Linked DNA regions of Sus scrofa: region 1 is linked to region 2. Evidence: chromatin contacts called from public Hi-C data. All regions are on one chromosome and are shown on one strand. The core of a region is the stretch at or near the end of the contact, and the rest is flanking DNA. Distances in the headings are between cores, read along the strand shown.

Evidence for each region. A called contact is a pair of places that touch in the nucleus more often than the background predicts.
Region 1: a Hi-C map of skeletal muscle shows a contact between it and region 2, with 7 times the contacts expected there. The contact joins two enhancer-like sites. A contact is called at or near these places in 1 of 47 Hi-C or Micro-C datasets (skeletal muscle) and 1 of 2 datasets of contacts at active chromatin or transcription factors (skeletal muscle).

What each region holds. Positions count from the first base shown.
Region 1 is chr12:34,221,013-34,224,463 of Sscrofa11.1, forward strand. No RefSeq gene overlaps it. Among named protein-coding and RNA genes, the nearest start is that of VEZF1, 41 kb to the right of the region's middle. Within about 2 kb of position 1,454, at least 65 of the 83 cell types and tissues checked have an H3K27ac peak or open chromatin away from gene starts, as enhancers often do. A contact at or near this core is called in skeletal muscle, where this site is marked.
Region 2 is chr12:33,382,229-33,385,760 of Sscrofa11.1, forward strand. No RefSeq gene overlaps it. Among named protein-coding and RNA genes, the nearest start is that of AKAP1, 12 kb to the right of the region's middle. Within about 2 kb of position 1,548, at least 45 of the 83 cell types and tissues checked have an H3K27ac peak or open chromatin away from gene starts, as enhancers often do. A contact at or near this core is called in skeletal muscle, where this site is marked.

The sequences.
Region 1 (3,451 bases), core at 204-2,703, 840 kb after region 2:
TTCCAGCTCTGTTATGAACATTCATTCATGAAAAGATTTCCACACCATGGAGTTCCCATTCATGGCGCAGCAGAAACGAAGCCGACTAGGAGCCATGAGGTTGCGGGTTCGATCCCTGGCCTCGTTCAGTGGGTTCAGGATCTGGCATTGCCGTGAGCTGTGGTGTAGGTCACAGACACGGCTCAGATCTGATGTTGCTATGGCTGTGGTGTAGGCTGGCAGCTGTAGCTCCGACGGGACCCCTCGCCTGGGAACCTCCATATGTCGCAGGTGCAGCCCTAAAAAGCAAAAAAAAAAAAAAAAAAAAAGATTTCCACCCAAGAACTTTCATCAGTGCTCTCTGTGTACTGTAAGACTGTGATGAAATCCTCCACTAACTAGCCACATGATTTTATAAAAAGATGACAATAACAACAATGACAACAACAGTAGCAGCAGCTAACATTTATTGAGAACTCGCAATTTGCCAAGCACTGTGCTTGGGGCTGAATAAGTATTTGACTCTCATTAGCAATCTTGAGGGAATATTATTATTTCCCATCAGGAAACTAAGACTCAGAGAGAGTGAGTAACCTGTCCCAAGAACAAAGCAGCAACCAGCAAGGGTGGATTCAAACACAGGCAATCCTACTCGGAGATCTTAACTACATACCACAGGTCTTGGCAAGGTGCTTAATGACCCAGGACCAGAAATTCCTCTAGGAGCAGGCTGGATGATCTTCAAAACCCTTTTCAGCTTTAAAATTCAGAAATTCTCTCTTTCCAAAATAAAATGAATGTATGCCTTCAAGAAATAAAATGCAACGATGCTTTAGCACTGCGGAGGTGGGACGAAACATCTGTGTCTGCCGCACCCAGATCCACGCAGGGGAGGAAAAGTGCTGATTTTCCTGGATAATGATGCCCTGTGCAACCACCAGACCGGCCCCAAACTGTCTCAGGGAAAATGACAGCCTGAAGACAGCATCTTAGAGGATGCGCCAACTTGCAAAGGTCTGCAAGTTCTCAACTATCAGCTCTAAACCTCATTTGTCTTTTTTTTTTTTTTTTCCCTTAAGGAAACGCAAATGCCAGAAGACATGAGTTTTAAGGAAACCAGTGTATGATGTGTGTAGGCTTCGTGGCACACTTACACCTGCCTTTCCTCACGGCTCTGCATCTGCTCATGGGAAACGCCCCTCACCCAGGTAATGTGTTTGACAGCTTCCCTGGGACCTCCCCGCCCATAGCTCGGTGGTGGTCTGTGACGGGCTGGGGTTTTGCGTAGGAATACCTGCTGATACCTTCCTACCCTGCGTCCCGGTCTGCAGACACTCAGCTGCTCAATGGCTGCCTTTCCCCGACTCCATCTCTGACTCATCTTCCTCCTCTTCCCGCTCAGCACAGGAGTTCCCTACCCATCCACCTTGCCACTGGCCGACGCAGCCAATGGTGAGACTCTCCCAGCTCACCCCTCCTCTCTCGGGCTCTCGCTCCCTCTCCCTCTCCCTCCCTCCCCGCCTCTCTGCTCCTGGTACAGCCTGAAACCGAAACTAACCTCAGACCTGAACAAAGTGAAATCATTTCCTCCGCCTGATCACCTGACAAGACCACAGACAATCAGGAGACCTCATGGACCTCACGAGAGCTCCGGATCCAGCCGGCTGGTCACCGGAGAGCAACAGAGTCTGCAGATGCCCTCCTGGAACCCCACGCTTCCCTAGTGAACAGGGGAGGAGGAAGCAAGAGATCCTCCACAGTGTTTTCTGCTGCTGCTTTTCTTTAATTTGCACCAGGCAATTTAAATTCACCCCAGGAAGCAGAGTTCACCACTAGTATTTTATTTATTTGGATTTTTTTTTTTTTTTTTTTTTTTTTTTTTGGCTGCACCCAGGGCATGTGGAAGTTCCAGGGCTGGGGACCGAACCCATGCCACAGCAGCAACCCAAGCCACGGCAGTGACAATGCCAGATCCTTAACCCAGTATTTTTTGCCTTTTGTCTTTTTAGGTCCAAAACCACAGCATATGGAGGGTCCCAGGCTAGGGGTTGAATTGGAGCTGTAGCCACTGGCCTACACCACAGCCACAGGAATGCCAGATCCGAGCCACGCCTGCCCCCTACACCACAGCTCACGGCAATGCTGGATCCTTAACCCACTGATGGAGGCCAGAGATCAAACCTGAAACCTCATGGTTACTAGTAGGATTCGTTTCCCCTGGGCCACACCAGGAACTCCAGCTCATTCTTAATCAGATTCTCTTCCGAAAAGCAAGCCTTGTTCCCTTCTATTTCTAGGACACATGCTTTTCCTAAATTTGAAAAATGCAGCCACAGGAGTTCCCATCGTGGCACAGCAGAGGCGAATCCGACTAGGAACCATGAGGTTGCGGGTTCGATCCCTGGCCTCGATCACTGGGTTCAGGATCTGGCGTTGCTGTGAGCTGTGGTGTAGGTTGCAGACACGGCTCGGAATCCAAGTTTCTGTGGCTGTGGTGTAGGCCGGCAGCTGTAGCTCTGATTTGACCCGTAGACTGGGAACCTCCATGTGCCGCAGGTGCAGCCCTAACAAGCAAAAAATAAAAATAAAAAAATCTTCCATCACGGTCTACCCCGAGAGACTGGATATAGTTCCCTGTGCTATACAGTAGGACCACATTGCTCATCCATTCTAAATGTTTGGCTCATTATTCAATGGATGAGTTACTTACAGTGATGGGCATTCTTCAGTCACTTCAACAGTAAAATAAGGGGTTAGGCAGATTTGAGCAATGTCCCAGCTCAAAAATTCCAGCTCCTTTTCCCCTCCCATCGCTGAGCTGACACAGATCTTGAGGGGCCTCTACTTCTTCCTGTCTCCAGATGAAACCACTTAAACCACCAAGACAAATGGAACTTGTTCCCATTTCTAAAGACCTTCGGGGATGGCCGTTTCCCTTGGCTCCTGTGAGTCACTCGTCCTCGCATCTCGCATCCCATCTGGAATGTTTTCCTTAGTTGAGTCCTTCCTCTACAGTTTCCATTCATTCGCCTCTGGTTCTGCTTCTAAGTGAATCACTGTGTTCTGAGCAATCACTCTTACAAGATTTTTATTCCTCTTTCAGCATGTTCACTGCAGGCCTTTACGGGAGGTGACTATGAAAAACCACAAAGACATCGAGGAAGCCAACTAAGGCAAGGGTGCTGCAGGACCCAGAAAATTCAACCCTGGGGTTCTACTCGGAGTTCACAGTGCAGGAGACTGGCACACCTGTGACCAGATCAAAAAGCCAGGAGACAGCGGCCACCGTTACCTCCCTCAAATCAAGCACCCCCTCCTACAGGAAGCCTTCCTTGCCCAGCTCCCATTCTGGCTAGCAAAGCCTCTCCTTCTTCGGCACCGCATCTCAACTGGAGTTGTAGGCTGAATGTTTGCCTCCCAGGCAGGGGTCATGACTTAGTGACCTCCGGACTCAGGGTCAGGCCCCAGGAGA
Region 2 (3,532 bases), core at 298-2,797:
CCAGGACACAGGGCTGGGCTGGCTTGGGACCTAGATCAGGGTTTGGGATCTTTAGTTCCATGCCTAGAGGCAGTCTGTTTACTGCCCCATTAGCCCTTCTGCTCATCCAGAAAGTGAAACTGGGTTTTTGTTTTTGTTTTTTTAAAGCGTAAAAGCATAAATCCCACAAACTGAGTCAGGCTGTTCAGTCATTCCAGCCTCATTCAGCCCTAGGAGGGAAGTATTTATATCCCATTTCTTAGGATGGTGTCATTTTACAGGAAACAGAAGTTAAGGATCTTGCTCCTTCGTGCCCTTATCTTTGCAGTGTTTAATCCTCAGAATTATGCCACCAATCCAGTGCCTTCGAGCGAGCTGTGCTAGTAAGGAATGTGACTAAGAGACAGCCTGCTAGACTAGTTAGTAGCCATGCCTTAAGGCCTGGAAAACTGCTCTGAAGATAGTTTGACTTAACTTGGTCACCTGGCTGAAAAGGCAGCCTTGGAGTCCCTCACTCCTTTCCTGGCTAATAATAGTGTGGGCTGTCAGACCTCATGCAGGGGTCATGAGACTGTCCCCTGGCCCTCAGCAGAGAGTGGCTTGGTCCCTGTTGGGGGTGGGGGGGCAGCAGGATCCTTTCAAGCCCAGCCCTCAGCCTCTCCCGCCCCCACCCCTTCCCTCCAGCCTTGGCTGGGACCACAGTCTCCTCCTCACCAGCCCTCTCCTTTCCCTCCAGAGAGAAGGGTGCCTTGGAAGGAAGGAGGCGTGCCCTGGGATGGGCCTGAGCTGTGTCTCTAGTGAGAAGAGGCCGTGCTGAGAATAACCTCCTTGCTTTGTCCTTTGACTTTGGTGGGGCCCTCCCGGCCAAGCATGTGCTGTCATGCTATTTTTAGCAGGTAGGATCCTTTAGGAGGGCCAAGTTCGAGCGGCTTCAGTGTACAGGGCAGGGCCTGGTGCCGAAGCTGTTGCATCTCCTAATCAGGGGAGGAAGGAGGATAAAGCCACTGTAGAGATTGTCATGTGGTGTGAGTGGCCGCCTGAGAGGTCCCTGGGGACTGCCTTTTCTATCGGGCCCTGCCGCAGGGGCCCAGCCCAGCCTCCTGGGCCAGCCAGGCGTGTGACCAAGGCCGCCCAGGGAGCGGGCACTCCTAGGTCGGGACTGCTGTCCTAGGCAAGGGCGACCCGGCAGTGGGCGACCCGGCAGCCAGTTTCTCAGGAAATCGCATCATCCCACTTTCATGGGAAGTCAGCCCGCCTGAGGGTAGGCCCCTAAAATCTCTGTCAAACCGTGGATCCTTGGCAGCCTGCTAACTTCTAGCTTAAGCCAAGATAAAACCTTGGGAGGAGGCACACCCTGGCACCCCGTGGGAATTCGTACCCAGGAGCCCTGAGGGTGAGGGGATGAAAAAGGAGATTGACAAGCTCTGTTCCTCACCCTCACCAGCATCTTTTCTCCCCCGCCCCCTTTTTTTTGTTCCTTCTTTCCTCTCACTTGGAGCTGCCTACTCCAGCCCATCTCTCTGTTTCTGATTAAGAAAGCTTCGAGCCATATAAGGTCCTCTGTGGCCTATGGTTTATGTTGGCTAGAGAGCAAGGTTGTTTTTGCAAAGTCTGATTCAAAGAGGTGACAAGGGCTTCTGTGGGACTGTGTGTGTCTGTCCTCCGTCTCCCCCTACCCCCACCCCCCCAGTGTGGGTGAACCTGTTTGTTCCTCCAGGTTCTTAGCCTTTAGCACCTGGTTCCTGCCCAGTGATGCTGGGGAGTGGTTTCTCTGGCAGCAGCCCTCCAGCCTCATCTTTGCTTCCCCTTCTGTCCCTTGAGTCAGCTGGGCTTGTTCCTGCCGCAGGACTCTGGCTCATCTTCTCCCTGCTGGAACTTTCTCCCCGTCTCCTTTCCCTGTCCGCCCTGATCTTGGCACAGCTGCTCTTCACTGTTCCCTCTGCCGCCACCTCTTCAGAGAAGCCTGCTCTGACCGTTCTGCTAAAGCTCTCCCCTCTCCCAGGCACACTCTACCCAGCCTTTCTCAGCCTAGATTCCTCCTTTAAACTACCCAGCGCCCAAAGTGACCAAGGGACTTTCTCAACTCTACCAACTAGTGCTATTCTGGAAGCACGGGAGTATCATTAATTCGTTCCTTACAGGGGATGCTCAGAACGCAGCCCTCTGAACCTGCTGAGAGAGGCTGCAGGTTTATTGCATTGGTTGCTGCATCTTCCCAGTCCTGTCTTGTTATCTGAAATTGCTCCCTACTCCTCCCTCCACCTTTGCCCTGAGGACTTCCGCCCCACCTCCCGCCCCCATCTCCAGTGCACCCTGGCTCACCGTGGGCATGAAAAATCTTTATTAAGTGGCCATCCCTGATGGGTCCTGAGACTGGAAGCTGTCTAGACCTCGGGGGGGCGGGCAGGGAGAACAAATGCCTTGTCTCTGAAGGGTCTAGCTGTCAGTAGGCATCTCTTTGTGATGGTTACTTACCATGTGTCAGTAAGCACGTGGGGGTCTCTGAAACAAGATTGATACCAGTTATAATGGGAAAAATGAAGCATTACATTTATGCATAAATGAACTGATGCTAATACATGTTTATGATGATGGCTCTCTGTAAGAGAGCATCCACTGTGCTTAATCTTTAGGAATGGATTGACTTCCTTCTTTTTTTTTTTTTCTTTTTTGGCTGCCCCGTGGCATATGGAGTTCTGGGGCCAGGGATTGAATCCGAGCCACAGTGGTAACCTAGGCCACAGCCGCAGCAACTCCAGATCATGAACCCACTGTGCCAGGCGGGGGATCCAACCTGCATCCTAGCGCTCCCAAGATGCTGCCAATCCCACTGTGTCACAGTGGGAACTCCAAGAGTGTGTTAACTTTTTTTTTTGTCTTTTTCGGGCCACATCCACAGCATGTGGAGGTTCCTAGACTAGGGGTCGAATTGGCGCTGTAGCTGCCGGCCTGTGCCACAGTCACGGCAACGCCAGATCCAAGCCATGTCTGCAGCCTACACCACAGCTCACGGCAATGCTAGATCCTTAACCCACTGAGGGAGGCCAGGGATCGAACCCGCGTCCTTATGAAGACCAGTCAGATTCATTTCCGTGGAGCCGTGATGGGAATGCCTGTATTAACTTTTTATCAAAGCGTTGTTTGTAGAAAGATTTGAGTTTTTACTCTGCTGAGGTTTGAAAGAACAGTCCTTTGCCCTGAGTGGTGCCCCACCTGTCCTGCTCTCTTCTAGAGCCAGCTGTCCTCCCTGTCATGTGCCTTTCGACAGGCATCGCTCCATCTCCTGGGAGATTGATTCCAGGAGCCCCTGCAGATACCAAAAGCTGTGGATGCTCAAGTCCCTTACAGTCGGCTGTGTGGCCTCAAGTTCTGCGTCCACGGAGACGGAGGGGCTGGCTGTATTTCCAAATAATGTCTTCCTTTCTTCCTTTTAAAAAATATTATGTGATTTATTTTTCTCCTCTGGAAGATAAGGACTTGGCTCATTGCTACACGTTCCGCCTCATCCTCTCAGTAGTGTTGGGATGTAAATACTGCTGTGGCTGCAAAGTTC